Regions from separate parts of the Lactuca sativa genome. Here region 1 is linked to region 2. The links are chromatin contacts, called in public Hi-C maps. All regions are on one chromosome and are shown on one strand. Each heading gives the region's core, a stretch centred on a gene start, on an enhancer-like site or on the middle of the called end of the contact. The rest is flanking DNA. Distances are from core to core; before and after follow the strand shown. Region 1 holds the start of LOC111892391. Region 2 holds the start of LOC111892399 (transport inhibitor response 1-like protein Os04g0395600).

Evidence for each region. Hi-C and Micro-C count contacts between places; a contact is called where the count stands out from the background.
Region 1: a Hi-C map of leaf shows a contact between it and region 2, with 9 times the contacts expected there. The contact joins the promoter of LOC111892391 here to the promoter of LOC111892399 in region 2. A contact is called at or near these places in 2 of 4 Hi-C or Micro-C datasets (both in leaf).

Annotation. Positions count from the first base shown.
Region 1 is chr4:92,338,731-92,344,330 of Lsat_Salinas_v11, forward strand. It overlaps LOC111892391, which reads left to right and starts at 4,188. Exons shown (of 1, transcript XM_023888437.2): 1 at 4,188-5,600. The coding sequence starts at 4,452.
Region 2 is chr4:92,126,864-92,132,950 of Lsat_Salinas_v11, forward strand. It overlaps LOC111892399 (transport inhibitor response 1-like protein Os04g0395600), which reads left to right and starts at 2,959. Exons shown (of 4, transcript XM_023888449.3): 1 at 2,959-3,118; 2 at 3,300-3,850; 3 at 5,035-5,527; 4 at 5,607-6,087. The coding sequence starts at 3,315.

The sequences.
Region 1 (5,600 bases), core at 2,938-5,437, 210 kb after region 2:
AAACTTAGTCATGCATATATATGAATACCATGTTGAAATATTTCAACATTGGAAATTCTATATATGGAAACATTATAGCAAAAGACTGGTTAAGTATCATGTCTTTATGTAAGACATTATGAATCGTATCCCATATGCTTCGGATAGGATCAATTACATATGCTATAATATTCACGTGTTCTAATTTTCCAAATTCCTAGGGAATTAAGAGGGGAAAAAGGACTAGAACCGGATATGACTAAAGTTATTAAACAACTCTCAAAGATGATCTAAGGTTCACTAAGGGTTGGTTGCTTAAGAACAGTTGGAAGTATAGTAATGGATAGACCATATTGACATTATTATGTATAGACAGTATTCTATTAATAATAAGTTGTCATATGGCATATATGTAAATGTTTCCATAATGGGAGATGGATATTAAGAATCCATTTATGCAAGAAGGATGTTCAAAGGAATGTACTTTAAATTTGAGACTTCGCTTCTTTGCAATTGTCTTATTATCATTCTCCAAATGAATACTTTGTAATATCGTTGGCAAACTCTCTGTGACTTTTGTATCTCGACATTACAAAAGGATCATTGCATGATAGCGGTAAGAATTAGGTGTTCTTACACAAAGGATTTGGAATTGTGAAATGAGCATCATTGAAAAGTTTTCAACTGATCTATTTCACAAAGAAAGGACCATAGATAAACATAGTGTGCATGCTTGGAGCATGGGATAACTATTGTTTTAATTCAAGTATTAAGTTGATTAATCAAAACATTATACAATGAATAATGTGTAATCAGTATGGCGATTAAGTAAAAGGTGTTTTATTTATATTCAAAACTTTTGATACCATATTGGATTCGATTATTATTGTTGTTTCACTTCGCATGTTTTGACTTCCCGAATAATAAGATTATTCAAACCATCTACAATCGATCATACTTTGGAAGTAGGTATTGAAGCAAGACTGTCATGAATAGGACAATAGGTTGTCTAGAGTATTTAGACATAGCACAAGTTTGTTGCAATGTTCATGGGTACTCCGGTAATAAGATTTGAGTATTAGATTAAACCCACAATCATCTGAATCGCTTCTTGGATTTTATCACAAGTGATTAGTGGGACGATAATATCTTATATTCTTGAAACAGAGACATATATTTACAGTTCACAAGTCGATTAGTGAGATGATGATATGAAATGGAGACATCTAGCATGTGAGTCGAAGTTTATCCATTCCTTTTACCCTTATAGAGATAAAAGGGATATCAGTGGCCCCCTCGATGATTTGGTGATGACAACCCTAAGCGCTTGGCCAAGCCTGGACTAATTTGATTTTTTCAATTAGTCAGTCGTCATAAATCGGAAATCGGGAAACAACACATAAACATAGAGAATGATTATAATCCATGTCTCATTTCATACGATATCTAGAATGGAGGAATATATGATTCCTTATCTAAAGGACGCGTCAGAGTTCGACAACGGATTTTAAGAGCTACGATTGCTAGTCGGTTTTTGAGTCGTACTTGCAGTTATAATTATTAGACTTATCCAAGTCGGAGACTGTTGAATTAGGTGTCTAAGGCCATAAATATAATTGGTATGTACTTGACCCAAGAGTAACATAGCCCTTTTGGGTTGCCTTCACCAGAACAATCATATAGGATGGACATTTGAGAAAGAAGTTGTTTATGATTTATTAATATATTACAAGTATAATATATTAATATGAAATCATGTTATTCAATTAGTATTGATCAAGAATTAATTTGGAATTAATTTAGTGATCAAAAGAGACTAATTAAATTAACGGGGACTAATTATGTAAATCAATGATATATATATATATATATGTTTGGGCTATTGATCCATGATAGGCTAAGTTTATGTAAGTATCTATGTAGAGTTAGCCCACATAAGATATGGATCATAACCTAAGTGTATGGATTAGGGTTTACCCATGACTCTTGGATTCTTACACTATATATTTGACATCCCTTAGCCTAAATTTGAGAAACTAGTTATCTTAAAGACACTATATCCGATTTTAGTGCATTGGAACCTCTCTCTCAATTCATCCAAATTGTTGGTGATGTTTGTGACTTACTAGAGGCATCACATTTGAGGTGCTAAGTTCTTAAAGACCAAAGACAACAAGCTACAACAAGAGGTAAACAATCTAGCTAGTTTTATGATTCAATTATCAAATTTTGTATGCTAGTTTAGGCTTCATGTTTTCGAAAACAATTTTACATTTATAACTAGAGAAAACATAGATCCAAAGCATTAGGGTTGTATGTGCACCTTAAGGTTGTTAGAGTACATAAAACCCAACACTTAGGATCTTTGTTGCTTTCCTTGATTCGAGTATGAATCATATGCTTCCAGTAGTACGAGCCCAATACTACCTTCCACACTTATTCGTACTTTCCTCAAGAATGATTCCAGATCCTCTAAGTCACTTACTATGGCGAATCTCATGGATCCTTTGCGAAACAACATACATATCCTAGTATGGCACTCCCTAGGCTCTCCTAGGAATCCTCATCACGCTTGCGTCTGAATTACTAGGAACCTCTATCAACACCGTTGGTTGCCTTATGCATGCAGATTATACAAACACTGGATCAAATAGAATTTCAAATAAATAATTCTACCCTAAGCCCACAACTAGACAAGGAACATGAAATAAGGCTAAATCAATCATTTTAAGGCTATTTGATCCTAATCGTATATAATTTTTAAACATACACTTCGCAATTAACTTTGTCAATCTAGACTCCAAGTAGCACATACATTCATTTCTTGCAATTCCTGAAGGTATCCTTAGCCCTATTCTAGCATGTAACTCACATAATAGCATAATAAACATAATTATACTCATGTATAAGTATTTGGGGAGTCACTTACTTGAGCTCGGCTGATTGCATGCATCACACCCCTTTCTTTGTAAAAATCTTTTAAGAAAAATGTGTTTTTCTTTCAAAAAGACTCATCAAGACCTTAGTTTGAATTTAGACATACCCAAGAGTGTGTCTGAATCCCTTAAACCAAGGCTCCCATACCAACTTGTAACGTCCCAAAAATACTAAATCAAAATTTTGTTTTTAAAACACCCAAATCACATAAAATTTGTTCACAAACCCAAACAGAGTAAAATTTATCTCTCAAACATCAGAGTAAATAAAAATAGATAATGTAAAAATAAACTCTAGGGGATGCGGTGTGAACAAACTGGACCCTTCCCTTTGGAACCAAAAGTAGGTGAAAACATTTGAAACATAAACCGTAAGTACAATTAAAACTGAGTGAGTTCAAAAATACCACATACCATACATAACATCGAGCCCTGCCCAACATAACCAGCCCCGTCTAACATACAAATGTGCCCCTCTCAATATACAAACAAGCCCCACCCAACACACAATGCAAGAGTCACAAAGACAACTAACATCCTACTTAATATAATGAGAAGACTCACCTCGCAACGTAATCAACAAAAATCAGCTCACCCAACCAAGTGGATACTACACACTACCTATCGAAGTACATAGGGTAAACCCTTAGTTTATCTTCTAAAACTAACATCTTTTTAAAAGTTAACCATGGTCAAAAGTCAACGGTTAAAGTTAACGACAGTTATATATATATATACATATATATATATATATATATATATATATATATATATATGCGAAAACATAAATATTTTGCGAAAACACGAAAACATATTTTATCTTATAAAAATCAAAAATATATACTTTAGAAATTAAATTCATTAGCAACATAATAATTTTACATATGAGAATGTTATGGTAATATAGATTTAAGATGATTTTAACAATCGTTTCTCTTTTTTTTTTTACGTCGTTAATCACTTTTAAATTCAAATTTTCATAATAAAAATTTCAAAAAACATATTTTGTTAATATGAAACAATTTCTCATGTATCATCGATTAATATTATGTAATTCAACATTTGGATGGATTATTGTCCAAAATATAAAGATAATATAGTACAATCTCATATGTTTTCTATGTTTTTGTATTTTCGCAAATTATTTATATTAAAGAAAATAAAAATAAAGGACAAAGAGACTTCTATGTATATTTCCTTAAAAAGTGTTAAATTTATTATCACATAACTTTAGAGACAACTCTAACCAACCCCAACTTACCATCCCACCATTTTTCATTCTTTAATGTTAAATTACCGAAGTAACCTTTCTTCGTCTACAGTACTATCAATTTATCACAAACCTCAAAGGGTAATTCAGTAAATTAGACCCTACCCTCCTCTGTTACGTATACATCGGATAAGATCTTCGGCTATGTCTCGCTCTCATTACTTCACCTTCAGAATCCTCCAACAAGTCAACCGGAATCCCAGCAACCATCACTGCAGAAACTCAGCCGGAAAATGGTTTTATTCCAAAATTAATACAACGCCGACATGGTAGAAGAGAAAGCCAACCTCGCCGGAACAAACACCGGAAATTTAAGACTCCGGCATGCGACTGATCAAATCTCTTCTCTAATCTTCCTCTCTCACTCAACCAAAGTATTTTCATCAAAATGGAAAGTGATAAGAAGCAAGCTAGACGAGATTCTCTCCATCCTCGCCTCTCTCCCTCCGGAAATTCAAGCTTCGGCCGACAACCACCCAACTCTCTCCGGCATCATACGGTCCATTAAAGAAACAACAGATTGTTCCACCAATTTGGCTCAGAAATGTATCGAACATTCCTACAGTGGGAAGCTATTAATGCAGAGTGATCTTGATATTATTTTTGTGAAATTCGACAGTAGCGTTAAGTCTTTGTCTGAATTTATTAATTCAGAGGGGCTTTTATCAAATGGTAATTACGCAATTGTCGTTTCAAGACCTCCACCCACAGCATCTAGAGATGACATCCAGTTTTATGTTAAAGATTTGTTATGTAGATTCAAGATTGGTCGCATTGAGATGAAGAAACAAGCTCTGGTTAGCTTCAATGAAGTCATTCAAGAAGATGAAAGGTATGTAAAAATCGCAATGGAAATTGACGGGCTTGTTCATGTTCTAATGAAGTTCCTGAATTCAAAAGAAATCGAAATTCAAGAAGAGGCCTTAAAATCGGTGGCTACGCTTTCTGGGTTTGATTCATACAAGAGTCTTTTGGTAGGAACCGGTGTCATTTCCCCATTGATTAGAGTTTTGGAGACTGGAAGTGATTTGGGGAAAGAACTGTCCACCAGGTGTTTGATGAAAGTCACTGCAAATTCCGATAACGCATGGTCCGTTTCCGCTCATGGTGGGGCATCTGCATTATTAAAGATTTGTGGGAGTGGTTGTGATGATGCTGCTGGTGGAGAATTGGTAGGTTTAGCATGTGGGGTGTTGCGAAATCTCATAGGTGTTGATGAAATTAAAAGATTTGTTGTTGAAGAAGGCGTAATACCAATGTCCATCAAGCTTGTTAAGTCCAAAAACGAAGCTTCTCAAATAAGTGCCATCGACTTCATTCAAGTTTTGGCTTCTGGGAACGAATTTATAAGAGGTTTGATTGTAAACGAAGGTGGGATTCGTGTTCTTGTTCGTGTACTCGATCCAAAATCTTCA
Region 2 (6,087 bases), core at 1,709-4,208:
GGAAACTTGGGATTGAATTCATGGAGAGCGAAGGTATGATAAAAACAACTATCCTCCCTTTTCTCCTTTGCATTTATTATACTTGACACTGTTGAGTGGTAATTTTTGATGTATTGTGTTAGATGACATCGTTGCAAGAAGGGCGACTACCCTCCGCCTTCCCTTCCCATGTAAGATGTTTGCACATTAGTTTTTTTTTATTTCAAATTAGGCTAGGTTTTTTTGTTAATGGTTATGATTTGATTATCAAATGGATCGAAAATGATTTGGAAATTGTCTACCTGTTTAATGCTTATTCTTCTTTAATTATTTTAATTTGGAAATTGTCTACATAATGTTTCTTCTTATTTGATTAGTCTAATTTGTTTGATTAGCACATGGTTAATTTTAGTGTGATAAAAGTTGAATATTAAAAGATAAAGATTGTTAATCATGTCTAACTAACGATCTCTATGCAATTTTTTTCATCTTTTATATTTTGATTTGTGTGGCTAGTATGTGTAATCCCTATTTGGTATAATGCTTTCTTGGATCAAGGTTTGATGATTCTACTTTTAGTGATAGACTTTAATGTTGGGAAAATTAGGGTTTATGGTGGAGATCTGGATACCAACTTGGATTGTGATATCACTTTCTGAACTGATATTTCTACCCTATGTCTGGGTTACAAGAAATTCAACCTAGGATAATCCAAGTGGACACTTACGATTCTAGGCACATAAATCGTAAGCCAATATGTTAGAGGATTCTGTGAAAGTGTGATAAAACGAGAGCTTAAGATCGTCACCCTCTTCTGTAGAGGAAGAGTTGTTTATATATTAAACAAGATTAGCGTTTCATTAGGGTTGAGCCTTCATTAGTTGCTTTGGAAGCAAGTAATCTTAATTTGGATTTAATGAGGATTTAGGGTTACCAAAACTAACGAGTTTCGTTAGTTTTACCATAATCACCCTTAAGAAATTGAATTTTCCACTATGTTCTCATATGTAAAATTTGGTGAGGTTTTGGGGCAGGGGCTCTGCCCCTTGGACCCCGCTAGGGGCGCTGCCCCTAGACCCCGCCAAAGGGGTGCTGCCCCTTTGGAAACCCCGGATCCGGGGGCGCTGCCCCCGGACCCCCGACTAGTCGTCGAACCGACTTCTAATTCGATTTTATACATGCGTGCACTCCACACAACTCATTATATATATATATATATATATATATATATATATATATTAGAGTACAAATTATGAAAGCTCCTTAGCTCACATGTTAGTTCCAATTACTTAAAATGTCATGGTGACGCTAAAATCACCAACATTTTGTTTAGTTACTTAAATTTGTAAGTTTTCTTTTAGATAACAAGATATATGATGATTCATCAGATGGTGCTTTTTAATGATAGGTTGGTTTGTATAGATCAATTTACTTATCTTCATTCCTTTGAATTAATGTTCTTTGTCAACTTTTTCATAGTATATGAATGAGAATACAATTTTGACCCGATTATGTTAGGATTGTGCATGCTTAAACTAATTACTCGACAAATATATAGTTGTAAGAAATTGATTTTGTATAATTGGGTAATGTTAGATTAAAATGCCTCACTTTTTCGTGTCTAGAGATTATTAGCAAGTATGGATTGTGGGAACATGAACTAAAATGGAATCCAACAACTAATAATAGCAGATGAAGAAGCTAAACAAATTATGAATGATTCTTGAAATGATATGTATTTTTAACCCTTCAACCGTTCTTGTTTTTTTCACCATTTTGATACCTACCATGTGTGTCTAATTGAGATATTTGTTGTTAACTACTAGTTTGACTTCAAGATTCAAAATAGTCCTTTGATATTTTCAATCTTTCTTGTTTATTTTTACCATTTTATTCACTACTACAACGTTTTTGTAATGATTACAGTGCTAATTTATGTTTCCATGATTTTATAGGTTCAATTGGTTTGAACAAAGAAGATTAGGAGCTGACACTTTCCCTAAACACCTATTTAACACAAATATCATAGTCAATAACACAATGACCCCTGGATTTGCTAGGAGCAAACAACAATAAGATCTTTATGGTAAAGGAACAATCAAAAGAAGACTCTACAAGAATATTTGGTATGACATGTACTTAAAAAAGTTTCATGTTTTACAGGTAGAGCTTTAAATTGAGTCAATTTCTTAACGATGTGAAAATACATTCTAAATATATCATTGTAAATGTTTATTATTTTATGATTCTTTTGTGGTTTGTTTGTATTTTGATCACTAGTAGTATTTATTGCACTAAGTTCCTTACTAAACTTCGTTTTATGTGATATTGGTTGGATAGTAGATGTTGGTGGTATTAAATCACTAATTTCGTTACGGAAATATCGTGAGAAAATGATTTTTTCTATTTATATTTTGAAAAAACTATTGGTAAATGAAATTAAACATTATTGTATTAAACTATGCCATCAAAAAATCTTGATGTATTTTATTCTTTTTGAAATAAAAAAAAAAATCTTAAATCATTAAACTATCAAAAAAATATTTGTTATTAAAAACCCTTTTATTAACTATCAAAAAGGAATTTTGAGCTTTAATGTATCAATGTAGTTGCAAAAAATAAAAACAAAATGAAAATAAAATAAGGTTACAGAAAAGGTCCTTGTCGTATTTTATATATTTCAAATTTGATCCGAAGGTAAATCTGTTATTTAAAAAATTTAATTAGTTAGAAGTTTGTTTTAATGACTCAGGGACCAATCATGCTTGATTTTAAAACCATAGGGACCATCGATGTAATGGTTTTCGAAGATATCCTGAAAATGAATATTTCGGAAACCACAGGGACTATTCATGAAATTGTGTCTAAATACAATCGTTCAAACTTTGAGAAATGGAACAAAGTGGGTTTTAATGTAGGCAAAAAGTTTTGACGTCGTATATTTCAAATCATCCTATAGACGAGGGACTAATATCGTAACATTTATCTTTTCATCCCTCACACGCTCACATGGTTTATAATCGCCAAAAAACCTGCTAGTTTCTTCTGTGGTTTTAGAGAGAGAAAGCGACGAGAGATGGATAAAGACAACACAGAGCTCCATTAATGGCTACTTTCATCATGTAAATCAAATCCTTCGGTAAGTATATCCATTTGCTTTTGGTTTCTTTTTTATGTTCCCTTTTCCTTTCCCCATTCATTTCATTGAATCTAGAGTTGTTCCAGCTTCTTCCGTTACAAATCTTGTTAAACTCTGAAACATTCTCTTTCTCTTTCCCATGTGAATCTCACACCTAATTGGTTTTCATGGTGAAATGAAGCTATTGCAGCAGAATATGGATCCGAATCAGAAGAGAGCCAAAGTGGTTGACCGAGTTGACTCGGTCGACACCGGTGTAGCATCGTTCGAGTCGACTCGGATGTGCCCATTCCCGGATGAGGTTCTAGAACGAGTACTGTCGCTAATAGACTCCAACAAGGACCGGAGCTCGGTGTCACTGGTTTGTAAAGATTGGTACAACGCCGAGCGCTGGAGCAGGCGGCACGTGTTCATCGGTAACTGCTACTCGGTGTCGCCGGAGATTGTGGCTGCTAGGTTTCCGAGGATTCAGAGCGTTACCCTTAAGGGAAAACCCAGGTTTTCGGATTTCAATTTGGTACCAGAGGATTGGGGAGCCGACATTCAGCCATGGCTGAGTGTATTCGCTACTGCGTATCCATTCCTAGAGGAGCTCAGGCTGAAGAGAATGGCTGTTAGCGATGAGAGTTTGGAGTTTCTTGCAACGAATTTTCAAGGTTTTAAAGCCCTATCGCTACTGAGCTGTGATGGGTTCAGTACTGATGGACTAAAAGCTATTGCTACTCATTGCAAGTAAGATTTACTCTCCTATAACCTCATCAATGCCTGATTCCATTATGTTTATCGTTGGTATTGTAAAATTCTTCAAGTTTCAAACTTCATCAAATTGGGTTTTTGATTTTTGATTTTTGATCTTGAATCTTGATTTGACTTTGAATAAAACCAGATCAAACTCCGAGCTGTTTTTCCATAAAGTGTAGTTCATTTCCAATCTGATATATTGATTCCGTTGCTAATTCTTTGTAAATTAGGAATCTGGATTGTGTTTATTACTTATTAGCCAATAAAGCTTTTGATCAATGGCAGTTTCTAGAAATAGATCAATGATGAGAATGTTTTGCACAAGAAAATTATTATTTCTGTTATCATCCGAAATGAAAAGTAGAATATATATATTTAATGGACAAGAATCAAAAGAGTAAAGAAAGCAAGATATTTGCATGTAGTGTTTGATTTATTATGGAAAAGATCACGTCTTGGTGCCTTTAGAAGATTGATTATAATTTCTGTAGAAAAAAATATCAAGTTTTGTGTTTGGTTTACCTGAGAAAATTAATGCTGGTGCCTTTAAAACATTGGGTATGATTTGAATTGAAAAATTATCAAATCTTTTTGCTCAAATTTGGGGTAGACATTTTCTGGATAAGGTACAAATTTTATTGCAGTTGGAACAAATCACCATATAAATGATTGCTTGTACTTAACCATTTGAGCTCCTGAAAAAAATTATTGACTCATATTTCTTTATGGTTCCTTTTCTTCTCATATAGTCAAAAGCAACGTATAACTTCTATTGCACAAGGTACAACCAAATTCATAGAATTCGTTTTTCTTATGGGTGATTAATTCTTTTATCTTTGTGTGGTTTGGGAGTATTACAATAGAGGGTTTGAGTGGAAACTTAGGTGGTGCTACTTTATGGTTTCTTTTTCTTTGCCTTTTCTTTCGTTGCTTTCTTGATTGTGACATTTGGCCTATTTAATGGGCGGCATGTTCTTAATGTCATTCTCTACAGAAACCAAAAAAAAAAAAAATCTTTACATTGAGTGATGAAGTTTGCAATTTGATTTTAGATATATATATATATTAAATTAACCAATGATTATGTTTCTTCTTCACCTACCTTCACATGCCATTATGTTTTTTTTCTTGTTTACCATATTGTAAAAAAAAAAAAACAAAACAATTTCTTGTAGGAACATAACAGAGCTCGATATTCAAGAAAATGGGATCGATGATCTTGGAGGCCATTGGTTAAGTTGCTTCCCAGAAAGCTTAACCTCATTAGAAGTTCTCAACTTTGCAAGCTTAAACAGCGAAGTCAGTTTCGAAGCCCTAGAAAAGCTCATTTCAAGATCAAAATCTCTAAGGGTTTTGAAAGTGAATCGAAACATAAGTTTAGATCAATTACAAAAGCTTCTTTTACAAGCTCCACAGTTGATGGAGTTAGGTACAGGAACTTTCATGCAAGAACTTGTTTCGGGCCCACTTACTGATCTCAAAAATACATTTAGCAACTGTAAAAAACTCATCACTCTTTCGGGGTTATGGGATGCCACGTCACTTTATCTTCCAGTTATTTACCCTGCGTGTGTCAATCTCACGTTTTTAAATCTGAGTTATGCAACTTTACGTAGTGGTGAACTTTCAAATCTTCTTTCTCATTGTAAAAGCCTTCGTCGCCTTTGGGTAATAATAATAACTCTCTTTCGTTTTTACCTTTTTACTAATTAAAAAAATTATCTAACTAAAATTTATTTTTTTACAGCTTCTTGATACTGTAGGAGACAAAGGTCTAGAAGCAGTTGGATCCAGCTGCCCGTTACTTGAAGAACTCCGGGTTTTTCCAGCCGACCCGTTTGACCAAGAGATCTTTCTCGGGGTGACCGAATCAGGATTCGTCTCTGTTTCCCAAGGCTGCCCGAAACTCCGTTACGTCCTCTACTTCTGTCGCCAAATGACAAACGCAGCGGTCGCCACGATTGCCCGAAACTGCCCGGGATTCACGCACTTCCGTCTCTGCATCATGAACCCGGGTCAACCCGATTACCTCACAAAAGAACCAATGGACGAAGCGTTCGGGTCCATAGTCAAAGCCTGCCCGAATCTCCAACGCCTTGCGGTTTCCGGGCAGTTAACTGACCGGACGTTTGAATACATCGGGAAATACTCGAAAAAGCTTGAAACGCTTTCGGTTGCGTTTGCGGGCAGCAGTGATTTGGGGATGGAGTATGTGTTGGGGGGCTGCC